Linked DNA regions of Mus musculus: region 2 is linked to region 1. A link is a contact called in public HiChIP or PLAC-seq data. All regions are on one chromosome and are shown on one strand. The core of a region is the stretch at or near the end of the contact, and the rest is flanking DNA. Distances in the headings are between cores, read along the strand shown.

The links. HiChIP or PLAC-seq counts read pairs in DNA pulled down with a chosen protein or histone mark.
Region 2: a contact with region 1 is called in a BATF HiChIP or PLAC-seq map of CD8 T cells, with 32 read pairs. The contact joins two enhancer-like sites. A contact is called at or near these places in 1 of 15 datasets of contacts at CTCF or cohesin (CD8 T cells), 16 of 484 Hi-C or Micro-C datasets (the HL-1 cell line, Sertoli cells, Th1 cells and 11 more) and 5 of 115 datasets of contacts at active chromatin or transcription factors (CD8 T cells, Th17 cells, fibro-adipogenic progenitors and 1 more).

The regions. Positions count from the first base shown.
Region 1 is chr12:73,709,727-73,712,426 of GRCm38.p6, reverse strand. The region is part of intron 9 of Prkch (protein kinase C, eta); the gene reads right to left. Among named protein-coding and RNA genes, the nearest start is that of Gm34189, 71 kb to the left of the region's middle. Within about 2 kb of position 1,351, at least 22 of the 459 cell types and tissues checked have an H3K27ac peak or open chromatin away from gene starts, as enhancers often do. A contact at or near this core is called in CD8 T cells, Th1 cells, Th17 cells and 2 more, where this site is marked.
Region 2 is chr12:73,841,082-73,843,781 of GRCm38.p6, reverse strand. No RefSeq gene overlaps it. Among named protein-coding and RNA genes, the nearest start is that of Gm8075, 47 kb to the right of the region's middle. Within about 2 kb of position 1,376, at least 95 of the 459 cell types and tissues checked have an H3K27ac peak or open chromatin away from gene starts, as enhancers often do. A contact at or near this core is called in CD8 T cells, Th1 cells, Th17 cells and 2 more, where this site is marked.

The sequences.
Region 1 (2,700 bases), core at 102-2,601:
CTCCCACAGATCAGAGGCAGAAACACCCTGGGTGGCCCTCCAGGGACCAGGGCGGTACTGACTGACAGCAGAAAGCAGGAAAAGGAGTCTTACAAAAGAGCAGTACAACGGGGTCTTGGTGGCTCAGGAGGTTACTTGGGAGTGGGCAGGGAGGTAGACAAATGTCCCTCCCTGTGGCCTGGAACAGGAGATGCCAGTGCGAGGGGAACACACAAACATGGAGGTGAGCAGACAAGCTAGCTAGGGCTGCGACTCCTCCTATGCTGCCTCCTGACTTAGGCCTGTCAATTACTCAATTAATACAGCACCAATCACCAGCTGGGAGTGATGTGGGGTTTGGATCATGCCTTCTTAATAATAATCAGCAGATACCAAATTCATTCTACCCCACATAAATAAGAGTGCATTGGACACACAAATATAGCTTCAAGGCCAGCTCCCTATACGCCTTCCCAAACATGTGGCTTTTCTGAGCCTGACCAAAGTAGAAATCCAAGAACAACCTCCGAGGAATGACTGGTCACTTGCTGAGTCTACCCACATAGGACAGCTTCAGGCCTACAGATTCCTAGAGCAGCTACACAGGGCAGAGCCTGTTCTTCTTTGTCCCCTACTGTCTTCTCAGGGTGGGCTTCATATCACAGACACTCCATGTTACAAGGGCTGAGTGAATGAATGCTTTCCTGCCTTCTACCGTAAGCTAAGCCTTGCAACAAGGCTGTTTCTACTTATGACCGGCACTGGCTATTTCTGGGGCCCATGAGAAACAGTCATAACCCAGTTCTAACCAGTGATGAAGTATTAACAAGAAACTCAAGTATTTCAAAACTAGAACACATGAGAACCCATGGTTGCTACCCAAGAAAGTCTGGTTTTTACAACTGCATAACTGTCTACAGGGTGGGGTCGACTCACTCCACCTACAGACTTACAGCCTCAGATCCTCCCTGGATAACCATGTCTGTCAAGGTGAGTGCTTACCCAACCTCCCAGGTACTACCTGCAGGCACTGCAAAAACTACAGTGTTAGTTGGTTGGGGACTGAAGTTCTGCAGAAAGCCCAGCACATGGATTGGAGCTTCCACAGGATCCGGAACTTAGTACATGAGTTCAATTTCTCACTGTCACTTCATGAGTGCCAGTCTTCCTTTAGAACAAGAAGAAGGACAGGGATTTCACCAGACTCCCCCCTTTTCAGCTAAAACAGCAGAAGTCTTGGTACTTGAACTTGAAAGGGCAGAGGATTGGCAACTTGACCTACTGTAGTGAACAACCTGTAACTATGCAATCACCAGCTCCAACACTACCAGTCACTGTGAGCACACATGACTAAGGCTAACCCTGGTGAAGACTGGGGACTTCAAAGGAAATGACACCCGGTGCCACAAAACATCTGTCCAGATGTAAAAGTATAGGGGCTGCTTACCCTCCAGAATGTCAGGGGTGGTGACAGCTGTAAACAAGCCAATTATAGTTAAACAACCTCGAGGACAACGGTTTTAACTCTAGACACACCTAGTAGCCTGTGGACCAATCGAGACACGGGGGAAGAGAAACAGTTTCACCTTCTGACTCCCCCACCCACCCAACCCCATTCATAATCAAGACCATGTGACCCAGTAGCCCAAGAGATCAGAAACCCAAATCCTGTGCCTGGAGATGGTCCTCTGAACACCATCCCCAGGGATTGTCGGTTGAGGAAGTAAGCTCACACAACTTGGTCCAGACATCTGAATTTCACCCGTGGACCTATGTCCATAGCTACCAGCCTGAGAGAAAGATGGAGCATGCTGACAGGTTGGAAGCAAACAGAGCTGGAGAACACCAATGCCATGTTCTAGTTTGTTTTCTATTTCCATCTGAGCCAAAGGCAAACGAGAACAAATGACCCAGAAGCAGACCACATGGCATGAGAAGTAGTCATTGCTCAAGGAAAGGAAGAAACCTAGTTCCAGAGAGAGCAGAGGAAAATATCCTTGGGTGTTTCAGAAAAGGCCAGAAAACACATATGGTACACAAGAACAATTCTTTCTAACAACCCCTTTCTTTTCAGATGTATATACTGCACAGAGGGGAGATTGCTTGCTACAGTGTAACAGGCATGGCATAGAACGGCATAACCCAGGCAAGAAGCCACATACTTTCAGGTAGCCCCTTGCTGTGTGATCCAGGATAGATTGTTTAACCTCTCTGGAGCTCAGCTGTGCAAACTGTTCCAAGGAGGATGCAAACATCTTCACCTTCTGGGATTGTTTGGAGTACTGCAAGACATTTTGCCCAACAGGTATTTATCAGATAGCAGTGTGCACTTTCTGGGGCAGCAAGAACGAGTAAAGCATCCAGAGTGCACTTCAGTGAACTTCCAGCTTCTGCACCTGCCCATCCTGCAGAACGGACACATTCAGACTCCAACAATGATCAACCAGGCACACTGATGCTAGCAGAGGCCTCTGCAGACAGACCATCATCTCCTTTGTCTTCTCCTCTTCTCTCCTAGCCTGTAGCCTTGGGGGGTCTCTTCTCCTTGACCAGGATGGCAGAGTATCAGAGCACAGGGAGATGATGGCATGATGGGAGCTGAGTGTGCCTCCTTCCCAATCCAGCTGATGGTAGCACCTCAGGATGCACTTGGGACTGGCTCAGTAAATTGTGGACTGTGGGCTGTGGCTAATCTGCCCCTGCCCTGTGTATGCAGCTCCC
Region 2 (2,700 bases), core at 127-2,626, 130 kb before region 1:
GGGTCACCCAGCCTGAGCTCAACCCCTGAAACTCACATGGTAGAAGGAGAGAACAGAAACATTCAAATTGTCCTCGAAACTTCATAAGGTGTCATGGCATTTAGATGCCCATACACATACCCCAAATAAATATGCAAACATTAAAAATGTTAATTAAGAAGTCAGTTGCTATCAGTGAAGTGAGACATTTACTAAAACCTAAAGTTTCTAATTTCATGTGTGTATGAATTCATGGAGTAGGTATAATTCCCTTACATGCACATAGAACAATTCCATGTAGCTTTATCCTTTACTAGCCTACTTCTGAGGCCAGGTTCCATTCCTTTATGGCTGTGTGGATCTGAATAAGTTCCTTAAGGTCTGTTTTAAACTTTTTTCATTATTTTATTTTATGGGTGTTTTGCTGCAGGTATGTCTGTGCACCGTGTATGTGCCTGGTGCCTTTGGAGACCAGAAGACGACACTGGAACCTCTGGAACTGGAGTTACAGCTTGTAAACTGCCCTGTGGGTCCCGGGAATTGAACCTGTGTCTCCTGGAAGGACAGCTCGTGCTCTTAATCACTGAGCTGTCTCTGTAGCCTACCCTCTGCCTCCAAACTGTTTGTCTTTGGTTTTCTCAGCTACACTATGCTTTCTTTACTATGATAATTAAATAGGAAGTTGTATATAAAATCCTTATGATAGTACCTGCTGTCTAGTAGATGTTCAATATAGTCATTATTAAATTCATATCTTCAAAGAAGATTGAGTGGAAACTTTTATGTCAGTATATAATTATGAAGAGACAACTATAGTCTTCTCAAAACAAAAAATTTTGCAAGAGAATCTCACTATGGTAGCTCATCTGTCAGGGTACTCACAGAGATCCAATTGTCTCTGCTTCCAAGTGCAAATGCTTGAATTAAAGACATGTTTCAACATACCCAGATTCTTTACACACACACACACACACACACACACACACACACACACACACAGAGAGAAAGAGAGAGAGAGAGAGAGAGAGAGAGAAACATGTACACACATCTATCTCTCACACACCACGCAAATAAAATAAAAGTTAAAGTTGAGAAATGACGGTGATACAACTCATCCCTTCCAGACTTTCTTCTGACATACATCTGCAGGCGAGGTTCCTGGAAGTGACACAGGGTAAGGGGTGTGGCTTGGGGTGTGTGTGGGGAGATAAGAACAGCTCCCGATGTATCAGCCTCACAAATCTCCTGTGTGGGGACAGTTTCTGATTCAGAATCACTGCACAGATGTATTGGCAAAGAACCCGTCTCTCTCTCTCTCTCTCTCTCTCTCTCTCTCCTTTAACCAGAGTGATGACTCATGCTTAACCTTAATAAGAAAAGAGAGAGAGAGAGAGACAGGAAGTAGAAGCCCCAGGGCTGGAAGAGAGGCTCTAAACGCACTGCCTTTCACCTACTAGCAACTGCATCTGTACCGTAGAAATCAAAACCTCCCCTCAAACTGAGCCTACTGAATCAGAGGTGTATGAATCAGGGGCGGATGAACCAGGGGGTTGTTCTGTTGACATAAGAAAGGGCTTGGGAGATAAGTGATAGTTTGTTCCTTTCACAGACAGAGGTAGCCAGAGCCAGCCATGTGCACCCCACCCCCAGTTCACACTCTCAACCTTTGCTCAATGGTTTCATTCTCGGTAACGTTTCTTTCTGATAGGCAGCAACAAGTTGAAAACCATCAGTCCTTTGTGGTCAGAAGCTTCGTCTTTGTTAAGTTGATCTCACCTGATACCACTTGAGAGATGGTGGATCTAAAACGGTCTTCTGCGTGTGTTTGGGTATGCACACTTTTGTGGAGTACAGGTAGAGGGCAGAGGTCGACTTTGGGCAACCTCGTCTATTATTCTCCATGTTAGGCTTTGAGGCAGCATCTCTCACTGAACCTGGAGTTCTCTGTTTCAATTAGGTGGCCTGCCCAGTGAGTCCCTCTATGTCACCCTGAGCCCCATCTCAACCTTTTCAATGCTGGAGTTCCAGATATATATCACCACATTTAGCTTTTATGTGTGTACTGGGGGTATAAACTCAGGTCTTCATGCTCATACAGTGGGCTTTTTTACCTGTAGAGCCACCTCCTGAGGTCCTAGATCAGTCTTAAAACAGTTTAGGGATGTTTTCCACACTCTCTGGTGCTTTGCAGCAGCCTAGAAGACACCCCCACCCCTGCCATGTGCAATGCATGGCCCCTTTAGTTCTTTGGTTTGCTCTGTTGATTGCCAAAGTCCTGGGTACCACAAGGCATAGGCTTAGACTTTTCAAAATCTACTTTAATTAGAGTTTTTAAATGTTCCAAACTCCCTTCTAGCCCACCAACCGGAGAGTAGAGAGAAAGTCGTGGAGAAAGAAGGTTAATAGGAAAAGGGGTTGTGGACCTGTTTAGAAGTAGTTTTTTGGAGCAACTCCAACCTTTATTGTCAGGATACCAGCAGCCCAGTCCAATAGCAAACACCAAACATGAATCAGTAGCAGCAGCAGCTCGATCCAGCAGAAATCGCAAGGCTCCTCTGAATCTGCAGGGTCAGCAGAAATGGCAAGCATTGGCTGGAATACCGCGAGAAGCTCTTTGGTGAGTTTCTCTCTACGAAGTGGAGACCAGTGAAGACCAGCAAAGTGCTGCCCGACATGGCGATGCAAGAGCATCCTCTCAGAGTCTGTGGGGTTCTATTTATA